2 separate regions of the Hordeum vulgare genome follow, and region 1 is linked to region 2. A link is a contact called in public Hi-C data. All regions are on one chromosome and are shown on one strand. The core of a region is the stretch at or near the end of the contact, and the rest is flanking DNA. Distances in the headings are between cores, read along the strand shown. Region 1 holds the start of LOC123446609. Region 2 has its middle 64 kb from the start of LOC123446606.

What was found. Hi-C and Micro-C count contacts between places; a contact is called where the count stands out from the background.
Region 1: a Hi-C map of seedling shows a contact between it and region 2, with 2.0 times the contacts expected there. The contact joins the promoter of LOC123446609 here to the enhancer-like site in region 2. A contact is called at or near these places in 2 of 6 Hi-C or Micro-C datasets (leaf and seedling).

Annotation. Positions count from the first base shown.
Region 1 is chr4H:456,815,941-456,822,936 of MorexV3_pseudomolecules_assembly, reverse strand. LOC123446609 reads left to right here and starts at 3,650. Exons shown (of 2, transcript XM_045123183.1): 1 at 3,650-3,989; 2 at 4,799-5,045. The coding sequence starts at 3,767. The coding sequence ends at 4,815. LOC123448941 (DDB1- and CUL4-associated factor 8) reads left to right here. Exons shown (of 5, transcript XM_045125991.1): 1 at 1-147; 2 at 841-1,092; 3 at 1,426-1,569; 4 at 1,655-2,332; 5 at 2,429-3,219. The coding sequence starts at 28. The coding sequence ends at 2,671.
Region 2 is chr4H:456,496,391-456,503,089 of MorexV3_pseudomolecules_assembly, reverse strand. No RefSeq gene overlaps it. Among protein-coding and RNA genes, the nearest start is that of LOC123446606, 64 kb to the right of the region's middle. Within about 2 kb of position 1,874, at least 3 of the 3 cell types and tissues checked have open chromatin away from gene starts, as enhancers often do. A contact at or near this core is called in leaf and seedling, where this site is marked.

The DNA of each region.
Region 1 (6,996 bases), core at 2,401-4,900, 320 kb before region 2:
CTCTATTCTCCCACCCCACCGCTCACCATGGCCGCTGTCGGCAAGGCATCTGGCCGCCGGGCGGCCAGCTGCTTCTTCGAGGTCCGCAAGCGCGAGATCGGCTCATCCAGCTCCCGCGCTTCCTCGTCCCAAATCAGCGGCTCCGAGGTGCTCCTTTCTCAATTATTTCCATTTCAGTGTGATCTCCTGTACTTTCCATCGGTATCTCGAGCGGATCCAGCATCGCTGGCCGCGGATATTGTTAGGGAATAGGGAACGTTCTGCATATTTCTGTCGGCAGGGGTGAATTACTGGGATAGGATTAAGCATGTTCGCAAGCGGCATATTGAGGTGATTTGGTTGCATATATGCCTTAGTCCGGTCTGTGCTTTATGTACTTTGTGCCATAAAGCTCATATCTCTGTTCACGTTGACACGGAGTGTTCATTGTCAGTTGTGAGAGCCCATTGATTAAATACAGTCATACTGTTCGACTGTTAGTGGCCCGGGGCTCTGTTTTCGCATTCTACTTCCTCGGCTCCTAAATATAAGTCCTTTTAGAAATTTCAATATAGACTACATACGGATGTATATAGACATATGTTGGAGTATAGATTCACTCATTTTGCTCCTTATGTAGTCCACATTGAAATCGCTGAGAAGACTTATATTTAGGAACGGAGGGAGTATTAGTCTTAATATCTTAGTACTTACCAAGTTCCATTAGCTTGATATATACTCCTAGTTTGGTACATGATGGAATGTTGTAACTCTGTTCGCAATTGTGAAATTCTTGCAGCCACTACTGTTCTGGTGTTTGATGCTGACTGGTTGCTATTTTCATTTTGTGCTTCTGAATAGGGCCTAATTTTGCGGATGAGCCAATATGGAAAGTTGCGAGGCCATAGTGGCTGTGTTAATACTGTAAGCTTCAATCCTGCTGGTGACCTCCTTGTGTCTGGTTCAGACGACACAGACATCATACTATGGGACTGGCTTGCTAAAACTAAAAAACTAACTTACCCTTCTGGACATCAACAAAATGTCTTTCATGCTCGTGTGATGCCATTCACAGATGATAGCACCATTGTGACCGTTGCTGCTGATGGTCAGGTATGCCTCTACCCACACTTGAGTCTTTTTCCTTGCAGTATTAGTAGTATTATGTACTAATCAGATATCACAAGTGTCCCAATGAGTATGTACTGTTTTTTATGTGATCCATCCAATAGCACCCTTAGGAAACTCTAGAATAATAGCGCCATACATAACTAACCAAAAGGCCACTTATAAGCCATGTCTTCAAAAGCTATCTCCACAAGACCTTACAAGCAACTTTTTTTTTATGTTTGAAATGGTTTTTCTGGTTATCAGGTGTCTGCAGATTCATTAAATTTACCATTCTGTTCATCTGATGGTGATTTCAATCACACCACTTGTACACAGGTTAGGGTGGGACAAATGAAGCAGGGTGGTGAATTCACAACCAAACAAATTGGGGAACATCATGATCGTGCACATAAGATGGCTCTCGAACCGGGAAGTCCTCACATACTTTACAGCTGTGGAGAGGATGGCTTAGTACAACACGTATGTCACTCCTCCATTATATGCTAGTATCAAAGCAACGATTACATTGTTTCACACATTTATACTGAATATTTGTTTCTTACAGTTTGACCTGCGCAGTGATTCACCAATAAAGCTTCTCACCTGCTATTCATTCTCAAATAGAAGGCGCCGTGTACGACTGAATACCATTGCCATTGACCCACAGAACCCTAATTATTTTTCGATTGGTGGCTCCGATGAGTATGTACGGCTGTATGATTTTAGGAAAATAAACTTGGACTCTTCAAGCAATATGGACCTACCAGTTGATACCTTCTGCCCTAAGCACCTTCTTATGGGTGGGAAGGTCCACGTCACTAGTATTGCATACTCGTATTCAAGCGAGATACTTGTCTCATACAATGATGAGCTTATCTACCTGTTCCAGAACTATATGGGTCTTGGTCCAAATCCTGAATCAACACAGCCAGAGCATTTGGACAAGCTCGAGCAGCTACAATCATACTCTGGTCACAGAAATTTCAGAACTGTTAAAGGAGTCAGTTTCTTTGGACCCAATAATGAATATGTTTTGAGTGGGTCAGACTGCGGGCATGTGTTCATTTGGAGGAAAAAGGGAGGTAAGTTGATGAGGATGATGCGTGGCGATAAATACGTCGTTAATTGCATCGAACCCCATCCGCATTTTCCGTTTCTAGCTACTAGTGGGATCGACAAAAGCATAAAGACTTGGACACCTTCGTCAAGCAAAGTGATGCCATTGCCTCAATATGCAAATCAAGTAAGTCTTATGTATTAGTTCATACAATTGACTGCGTACTTGCTCTTGTTGTTGCAATCAGTTTGTATTTTACAGTAATGTTTTGTGGCGTGACAGATAATAGCGTCAAACGAGCGGGAGAGGGAAGCCCATGCCTCCCAAGGAGAAGTGACGCTTTCATCAGACGTCATGATGCGTGTCTTAAGATTGCAAAGCAGACGATCTGAATTGTATGCAAATCATGAACCATCTGCTGCCGATTTTGCAACTGGTGGTGATGAGACTTTCTTCATTGGGCTTGGTGATGGTGATAGGAACCAAAGATCGAACTCTGATCCCAGGGAATGCATTGTGACATGAGGCCATGGTTTTTAGGTTGCAACTTCACATTCAGTGATATTTAGGCCTTGTTCGGTTTCTTCAAAATTGGAGGGGTTTGGAAGGGATTGGGAGGGATTAAATCCCCTACAAGTCAAATTCCACCTCAATCCCCTGCATTCCTCTCTAATCCCCTCCTCGGTGGGATTAACCGAACAAGGCCTTAAGTGGAAGAAAACTGTTTGGTAGTGTGTCACAACCTGCAACTTCTTTTTTGTTATTGCGCTAGTATGTTAGTATGTTCAAATCTGTGCTCAGTCTAGTAAAATAAAGGCGTTCCTTGTTAGGGAAGCCAATGTAACTATGAACTATATCAGGGAGTGCCTGTCTCCTGTCTGTGACAACCGTGCAGCTTGTACACAAGTTTCATTGGCTGAGAAATCATGGGAGGTTGTCAGCATTGAAGCCTGATGTAACATTTAGGTTCAGATGTGATACCGGATACTGCATTTTGTGAATCATGGACTCATCACTGAAGCCTGATGTAACATTTAGGTTCAGATGTGATACCTGATACTGCATTTTGTGAATCATGGACTCATCTGACGCCTCCTTTCATGTTCGGCGTAACTATCCAGTGTCTCTCACTGAATCATTCTACTGCACCCTGCAACTTTCACAACTTCCTCTGTAAAAAAAGGCTGCATTTCGGCTTACAAAAAAAAAAGATGAACAGACTAATAGTGCATTTCGGCTTTTCAGAAGAAAAAGGGAACCGGAGTTATCCCCGGAATGGATCAATGCCACAACCTTGCAATCCAGCGTGAGCGCGTGCCTGATGGTGTTCTCTTAGGGCTTGTTCGGTTTAGGGTGGGATGTAAATGGTGCTAGGACCCATTAGTCCCATATATGCCATTCACCAAAAAACCGTTAAGCGGCGTTTGTGGACACCCACGAAAACTAACTGGCGTAAATGGGCAGCCCAGAAAAGCCCATCGAGCGAGCAACAGGGCAGTCTACAAATCTCCTTCCTCGCTCCCTGGTCAATCGTCCCGCCCTACGCTAGGGCGCCACCGCCGCCGCCATCTCCACCGCACCACCTCTCGCTTCCAATGGCGCCGCCGTCGCGTCCTTTCAATGGAGCTAAAGAGAACATCACTGGCGACCGAGCCGAGCCTTGCGGGGATGCTCCTCTGCTCTCTCCCTAACTCGCGGATGTCCTCTTCAGCTCCTGCTCCGCGGCCACAGTCAAGGGGAATAGCCGGAGACGAAGCCGAGCCCTGCGTGACTGCTCCCTTCCCGATCCCAGCGATGGCCTCTTCGGCCCCTGCTCCCCCGCTTCCGCCTCTTCTCTTCCCAGGTATGCAAACTCCTCTCCTCCTCCTCCTCCTCCAGATTAGCTCAGGATGTAAATGACGCTGGGCTCTGGATATGTGCTCGTGTGATGAATCTGCTTGACTGCACGGTGAATGGTAGATTACAATATCATCTGAATTACTTGTGTTTTGCTTTACTTGTACTAGCACACGAATCAGTTATAATACAGTGATGATCTTTTTATACGGAAACAGTTAGAAAGGTCTATGAAAGGGTGAGATCTTGTGTTTTGCTATGTTGTGTTGAAATCAGTTATGTATGCACCTTCAGTCTATCTATCTGTAATCCATATCAATTCATCTTTGAATTAGTAGCACCTGGATACACAGAGTGTTTCAGAATTGTTCGCCGATTCAGCGTCCAAATTTTGCTTCAAGGATAATCTCGAGATGCATTTGATTCAAACTTGTTTCTGGGGCTGTAAGTAGATGTGTGATTGTTTCATGGAACAGCTAGCTAGTACTGAAGATTGTGGAGATGAGGGAGGGACGGTCGGCTGAATTCCTGACATATAAGTAGTTAGAGTAATGGACTGTATTTTTGGTCATACATGTCTCAAGGTTGCCTGAAAATATAATCTAATTCAAGTGTGCAATTTATCTTTCTCGACTCGGATTCACACTGTTTGAATTTGTTTTGCTGTTTAAATCTTTTGTCTATTTGCTCTGCTTGGCTGCACTATTTGAGTTTTTGAGAGCAGTTAATTTAGTTTCACCGCCCAGCAAAGTTTGATAGGTATATTAATTCCTATGAACTGTAGTTTAATTGTGTGAACCATGCTAACTTTTGCAGATGCAGACTCAGGTTGAGGCATACATTTCATCTGCAAAAAAAATGTTTGATTCATGGTGCAAGTTGCTGTTGCTTTGTGGATTTTGCTCTTTCTTCTACTATGAAAGTATGAATTTTATCCTGTAGTTTAATTATTATCCGAGAGAGTGTAAGCTGCAGATAAATGTTTAATCTCAAGAGAGATTTGGAGTATTTTTATCTGAAAAAGTCTATTTTGTTGCAATATATGGACAATATTTTTATCTCAGAAAGTATATTTTTTCTGAAGATAGATTTAGAGTATTTTAATATGAGAAAGTATGAATGTTGCAGTACATGGACAATATATGGACATCATCAGTCCCACATAAAAATTAACTGCGCTACCACTTAATCCCACGTAAAAAGTGATGGGCAATGTGGCCAAGTCCAAGAGTGTCCAACGAGCCGCCCACTTACATCCTGAGTTTAGGGCTTGTTCGTTTGGTTTAGGGCTTGTTCGATTGAGGTGAATTTGAAGTGGATTGAAAGGGATTAAATCCCCTACAAACCAAAATCCCTGCAAATCCCCTCGAATTCCTGCAGGGAAGGGATTAATCGAACTAGGCCTTACCCTGTGCACACGCAAACTCTCTCGGAACTCGGAACTCTGAAGCAATAGGTAGCACCACAGGTCGACAGCTTTGGGTGGGCAAGAATAGAGACACGTAGCCGAGCTACCTCACCGGCAACATTGCAATTATAGTTCTTTGCGCACATTGACTTTGAATTGATTGTGTTATTACGGTTTTTACATTATTTATATTCTTGTAAATCAAAAAACAAAATTTGTAAAATTACATGAGGTATTCACACGATATCCATTGACTCAGATTGTCAACATTGATATTCTTGATGATGATATGCTGATATTCTTTGTTGGCCTTTGGCTCTCAATGGTATTTGCTCTTCCAAAGCTGCTTATAAACTTTGCTTACAAAACATTCATACTAATCCTAGAACCGCTCCTCTGGATGTTCCTGTGGATTTGAAAGCTTTTCTTAAAACTATTTGGAAGCAGAAAGATTTGTTGCCCAAGGTTAAAACTTTTGCTTGGAGGATGCTTAGCAAAGCTTTGCCCATTGGAATGAGAGCAAGCCGTTTTTCTATTCACATTTCGTAGAATTGTTGTAGATGTGCTCAGCAAGAGGATGAGTTTCACCTTTTCTTTCTTTGTGATTTTGCTAGAGCAGCCTCGTTCTCTGCTCCTTGGTTTCTTAGATTTGAGAGCCTTGTGCAAGGATACTCTTCAATGCATTCCCTTTTGATTCACTTTGCTTCTATGGGCCATCCTCATGCATCTTTGCAAAATATTTTCAATTTTATGTGGTGCATTTGGAAAGCTAGAAATGATTTCCTCTTTGAGAGGAATTTTTTTCTTCCCTACCAAATTCAAATTGCTGTTATTTGGTGTTTACGTTGAGCATGAACATGATTAGATCACGTTTATTACAATACGGTTATTCATTTAAGTCAGAGAATAAAAGTTATTCTGTTTACATCAATAATACCTTCAATGGTCATGCACCAATGTGAATGATCCATTGAATCTCAATCGTAGTGATACACATGTTCATAATATTGATGGCAGAAGATGTAAAATTAATAATGATAGTACCACATACTTGTGGTACTGCTACTAAAGTCGTATTGGTATAAAACGCGTGAAGAAACTCCATGTTGATGGATCTTTGGACTCACTTGATTTTTGAATCGCTTGAGACATGCGAACCATGCCTCATGGTCAAGATGACTGAAAGCCTCATTTTTAGTAAGATGGAACAAGCGAGTGACTTATTGGAAATAATACATTTTGATGTATGCAGTTCAATAAGTGTTGTAGCATGTAGTGGTTGTCATTATTTTCTAAATTTCACTAAGTGATTTGTGTAGATATGAGGATATTTACTTAATGAAATACAAGTCTGAAACGTTTGAAAAGTGTCACGCCCAAGATGCGACCCTATCCTTAATTTGGCACGAGGGCCTCGTCAGGGATAGAAGCGCATCTCGTCGTGTCGCAAGAATGGATATCGTTACAAGTACATGTACTGAAAAAAAGGTATATTCATAGAATTGGCTTACACTCGCCATAAGCTACATCAGAGTCACATCAGTACATTACATAATCATTAAGAGTAAGAGCAGGGTCCGACTATGGACGAAAACAAACGAGAAAA
Region 2 (6,699 bases), core at 625-3,124:
CAATCAAATACTACACATTAAGTGAAGCTCAATATGCAACGAGTTGCATATTGGAAAAACTCTGCGTTCATATATTTAGTTCACTCGCGTTTAGGTACTCATCAATATTAAATGTTGTTTAAACATGGTAAGAGGTGAAGCATAATTAAACTACACTATCTAGGCATATTAAATGAGGTCGGAAACAACTTATAGGATTTCCGAAGCGACCCATATGTTAATTTCGAAATTAGTCCCAATCTATACTAAACATATTTTATATTTATTAAATAGAAAAATAAAGTGGACCATTTGATTCTACACGTCATTCTTCTCGATTTACATATATAGATCACTTAAAACGGAGTTACGGTCTAAAAGATATGAGCAACACAAGATGATATGCCACGAATGCAAAATGCCTGCAATGACAGCCACAACATGTTAATCATGGATGCAACAAGATATTATGAAACTAACTAAAATTTTAAGCAAGTTTAAATGATGCGAGCAAAATGAACAGCAATTCCGATTGTTAAACAACAAAATAATTACTACCATGTTCTGCCTATACAAATCCCACATGCAAATTATGATTCAGTATTGTTCTGCCTACACACAATTTTAGAGTTGTTAAACAGAAAAATAATTACTATCATGTTATTATACACATTTTTCTGGTCAAGTTACATATATGGAACATTTAAAACGGAGTTACGGCTAACTAGTTATGAAATAAATCGTTTTAACATGGCATTTATGCAATTTAAATGAAAACAACAAGTTAAATATTTCTAACATGGCTGAAAAATGGATATGGTGAAACTAAACAAAATTCTAAGCAGGTTTCATGTATAAAGTTTTAAAATCCGATGCACAGTTATTGCTACATATTAAATCACTTCAATATGGCATCACGCAGAACAATGCAAACAACAGGTTTAAATATTTTAACATCCATGGAAATGGGATATTACTAATCTCCATGAAATTTTCGACATTTTACATATATAATTATTTCCATCCGATGCACGATTCATTAACTATTGGCATTTTAAAAATATGCAACCATTTATAATTATTAAATGACTTGGATATTGATTAAAAACAACATCAGAAAAAAACGCGAAATGGGCCGAATCTGGCTATGGACCGAAAAAATACATGGGCGCAAAATAGCACAACTACACGCGGGCGAGAAATAACGGGTTGTGCTCACCCTCGGCCAGATCTGGCCGGCTTGGCTGGGCCGCGGTGAAGCGCTTGGCCTTGGCTCCTGCGAGCTAAAGCTAGGCCTAGACTGGGCCTTGGAGGGAGGCACAACCCATAAGGCAGTGGAGCGGGCGAGCGCTCATGGCTTCGTCAACAAGATCACGGTCACCGGGCATCGTCCATGGCGGCGGGCGCCAGCGACGGACATGGCGAGGCCGAGGTGAGGGCACCGACGGCGAGACACGTCCTGGGATGGGCAGATTTGGCCCCGCGCGGCCGGATCCACGCCACAACGGCAGCGGTTGAGCTCCTCGGTGGTGGCGGATGCTTGGTAGGCAGCCATGGCAGATTCGTGCGAGGCAGAGTAAACGCGAGGTGAGAGAGAGGGAAAGCAGAATCGGGAGGGAGGCGAGGCAAGGAGCGACGGGGCCTGGCCTGGAGTGACGTCTCCGGTGGCCGACGGTGGCGCTTCGGAAACCGGCCGGCAAGGACGTGCGGCATCAGGCGATGGGACGAGTGCTCACAAGGGTTGGAGGCACGGGCGCTCCGGGCGCGTTCGGGCGGCGACGCGATTCGGGCCCCGTGCGGGCTAAGATCCGGGCCGCGACGAGTGTGCGGTGGGGGAGTCTGAGGGCGCGCGGGGGTTGACTGCCACGACGGTTGCATCGGCACCAAGTGATGGCCGCAAGCTGGGGAGGCACATTATGCAAGGTGGGAGGGGGAAGAAGTCCAAAACACGCAAGGGGTGTTTATATAGGGAAAGGGGGATAAATTTAGGATTTTTAGCTCCGATTTTGACTGTGCGATCGTGATCAGACGGTCCCGGTCATGGGGTTGGCTAGGATGGGTTAGTGGGCTGTGTATAGATGGCTAGATCAAGAATAGAGGAAAGGTTGCGGCCTGACAATGAAGTTTTAAAACACCGAAAACGTTTGTGGTTTGACCGTCTATACTGCTGCTATAGGTTTAACGGTTCTAGTATCAAACGGACTCCGATTGTGACGAAATTTTACAGACGGCCTACCTACACTATAATAAAACCACACGCCAACTTTCGACCCTATGTGAGAATGTTTTATACACACTTTTAAAAACAATGTTTAACGATGTCGCAGGCAAGTGCGTGTGTGGTTGTTCTCGAAACAGTCAACGACAAAACGTAGAGAACCGACAACTAATAACGGATGCAAGCTTTGAAAATGTACGGCAACGGAGTGCCGATACTATGAAAATAATGAACATGATGCGATGATGAATGCAACAACTAAATAAACGACATGGCGACAACTCTCCTACAGTAACAAGAGATCTCGTCCGAGATCTAAGAATAATAGGGGGAAGAGAAAGAGCAAGAGCAATAGGTAAAAATTAGTTGCTTTTTGACAAACGAGTGAATCCAGTGAATCCCGAGGAATGCAAAGATATGAAGAATGACATGAGGAACAAGCAAGGATTCAAAAGAAATTTCGGCAGCACTTCAGTAGGAAAGAGAAGCAAAACTTCATAAGATGGAAAGAATTTGAAAAGATGACACAACACTCCGGCAAAATGAATAAGCAAGGAAATAACATGATATTGATAAAAGTAGGTAATGGATAATAGAGAGCAACATCACAAGCTTCCAGAACAAAGAATAGAAACTAGATCACTGGGAAGAAAGAATGGAGAAGAAAATGACAACTTCTACCACAATTGAATTCGATAAGTATCCTGACAAGAAGAATTGAACTTAGTTGTTGGAAAAACAATAACGAATGAACAAGCTTGTAATGGACTTATGGAAACCATTTCAAAATTATGAGGTGACAACCAACCACTAACGGAAACAATTGGTAGCTTGGGAGCAACAAGAGATGCAAAACTTCTTTCACCAAGAGGATACATTGACAACTTGGATCAAGAATAATCACCATAATAGCAACAATCCTTAGAAAAAGCTTTAGGTGAATCTAAACCAAGATAGCTCAATGAAGAAATCATGGGTTGAAAATATCTCATGATCATAGAATTTGGTGGGTTTAAATATCTCATGATCAAAGAATTTGGTGGCTTTAAATATCTCATTCTTGAAACAAATTCTCTTCGAGACTCCTTATAAACAAGACTTCTATAACACCACCTCAAGGAAAAAGGAGGAATAATTTCACTTTGAAAAGACAAAGAAAGAATACTTGAGGTTCTTCAACAAGAATCTTGAAGAATACCTTGAGAATGAATTACATTCATGAAGAACCAACATGAAGATCCACTTGAAGAACACCGAAATGAAAGGATGATAGAAAGAGTTGAAGGTTGCTTCAAAAGGAACAAGATTGAGGCCTTGCTAGAATTTTGATGAAGCTTGGCGATGAGATACTTGAAAAAGCTTGGAAGTTCAGAAAAAATGAACAGCTTAGAAACAAGAATTGATATCATGAACCACTCCGGAAGAATGGTTGAAATCACTTGATGATACAGCAATAAGAATTATGTTATGCTTATCCTTCATTAAGTTAAATTGATGGAAAGCAATGGATTTAGCATACCACTTACTCCACTTGAAAAGATTGAGGAGAGATATGGGCACAAACTTGAAGAAGTCTTGGAAGGAACACCGGTAAGAATATGGAATGAAAGAGGATAACACAAATGAACTTGACTACATGAGGACAAGAGAGCATGATTAGATTAGAGAATGCTTGAACAATCCACCGATAAGAATTTATCGGATCCGATGCACGATTTGTTAATTATTGGCATTTTAAAAATATGCAACCATGTGTAAGTATTAAATGCCCTGGAAATTCATTAAAAACTGTATGACAAAAAAACGTGAAACAGGTCAAATCTGGCTATGGTCCAAAGAGTACATGGGCGCAAAATAGCACAACTACACGCGGGCGAGGAATAACGGGTTGTCCTCACCCTTATACAGATTTGGCCAGCTCGGCTGGTCCGTGGTGAAGCGTTGGGCCTTGGCTGCTGCATGCTGAAGCTGGGCCTGGACTAGGCCTTGGAGGGAGGCGCGGCCCACAGGGTGCTGGAGCGGGCGAGCACCCGTGGCGGGGTAAGTGCAAGAAGGGTCACCGGGCATTGTCCATGGCGGCGAGCACCGGCGGCGGGCATGGCAAGGCCGGGGCAAGGGAAACGGCGGCGAGGCACGGCCGAGATGGGTAGGTGTGGCCCCGAGGGCCGAATCCACGCTACGACGGCGACAGTTGATCTCCTCGGCGGCGGCGGACGCTTGGCAGGCGGCCATGGCGGGTTCCTTCGAGGGAGAGTGAACGCGAGGTGAGAGAGAGGTAAAGAAAAAGAGGTAGGGAGGCAAGGCATAGTGCCACGAGGCCTGGCCTGGAGCGGCGTCTCCGATGGCCGGCGGTGGCACTCCGGAAACCGACCATCGAAGAGGTGCGACATTGGGCGACGGGACGAGCAGTCGCGAGGGCGCGGGGCAAGGGTGCTGCTGATGGGCTAGGTTTAGGGTTTATATAGGGAAAGGGGGCTAGGTTTAGGATTTTTAGCTCCGATTTTGACCGTGCGATCGAGATCGGATGGTCCCGATCACGGAGTTCGCTAGGATGGGTTAGTGCGCTGTGTAGAGGTGGCTGGGCCAAGAAGAGAGGGAAGGTTGCGGCCCGACAATGAAGTTTGGAAACACCAAAAATGTGTGCGGTTGCCACAAAATTTGTCACGCGGCCTACCTAAACTACAATAAGACCGCACACCAACTTTCAACCCAATCCAAGAATGTTTTATACACTTTCTAAAAACAATATTTTAACAGTGTTGCGGGTGCGTGTGTGGTTGATCTCGAAACAGTCAACGACAAAATGGAGAGAATCGACAACTAATAACGGATGCAAGTTTTGAAAGCGTACGGTAATGGAGTGCCGATGCTATGCAGATGATGCGCATGATGCAATGATGAATGTGACAACCAAATAAAACATATGACGATAATGGAATAAAAGGGGAATCTTCTAGAGCATCGGTTCTGGGCTGTTACACAGGGATCCACCCCAAGGGGTCCATTTAATTAGCAACATTGTCTATACCATGATGGCTTACGTCCCCGGAGGACTAGCATCACTTGGGGTAGATCTTCATGAAGTAGGCGATCTCCTTGCCCTTACATAGTTCTTGATTCAAATCCACGCGAAGTCAGAGGCTCTCAAACGACACTTAACCAATCTAGGAGACACCACTCTCCAAGAGATAATACATGTGGTATGGATGATGAACTCCTTGCTCTTGTGCTTCAAAAGATAGTCTTCTCAACACTCAATCACTCTGTCATAGATTTGGCTTGGTAGAAGATATTGATTGGGTGGAAATTGGATAGGCTAGAAATCAAGATTCATATGGTTGGAGTGGAAGATCTTGATCTCAAGACTTGAGTAGGCGGTTCTCACTTAGAAAATGGATGGGGCAAATGTTGGCTTGTTCTGAGTCCTCTCCCTGTGAATGAGAGGGAGGTGGATGGGTATATATAGGCATCTCCAAAAATCCAACCGTTACAACATTATTTCCCAACTTGTTGGAATAGAAGTAAAAAACTCGGTTACATTGACTAGTTCAAATGTGGCAACTTTCAGCATTTCGGTGAGACCGATATATAAAACCAAGTTAGTCCGACTTTGTCTGGCCTAGGCAGTTACACCGACTCGGTGGAACCAATTTTTAAAACTCGAAGATTTCAACTTTTAGCAAATGAATAACAGGGACTTGGTCACTGGATTTCGGTTGCGCCGAAATGGGACTTGGTGTCACTGAGAGGATAGGGTTTGGCTGTGGATTCATTCTAAGGAAAAACTCGGTATGGCCGATTTGGAATAGTTGGTGGCACCAAATTTGAGTGTTAGGGTTTTGACATATTATTTTGTGGGATAATTCATGAGGGTTTTGGTGCCTAATCTCAAAGCTCTTCTGCAACCAAATCATCATAGATACCGCATCCCCTTTTAATAGTGTTGGCTTTCCTATGGATTCAAATGTGATTTCTCACAAAATGCATATTGTAGAGTCTTGAAGCTTGTTGCCAAATTAATTTTCCAAGAATCTAGGAGATCTCAATGCTTTGCCAATCCATTCATTGAACTTTTCCTGAAATATACTTGGTAGAATAATTACTCCAATGAAATATATGTTGTTACTAATAACCAAAACCACCTAGGGTGAAGTTGTGCTTTCCATGTCCCCCTTTTTGGTAATTGATGAAAACATGAAGATCAAAGCTTTGACATAGAATATAATTAATGTATATCATGATCGCTTTGAGAAGTATGTGATAAGAAGATCTCTCCCTAAACATGAAGATCAAAGCTTTGACATAGAATTTGCATTGGAATGCAAATGCACAATCGATTAGGATCATAGGTCACTCTTCCATGTCACATACGTCTGGGTGGTGCGCATAAATGATATGAATTGATTACAATGCACATAACACCAAACATGAGTGGGTGATCCTCATATGAATATAACAATAATATGAAATAGTAATATCAATCACAGAGTGTATGATCAACT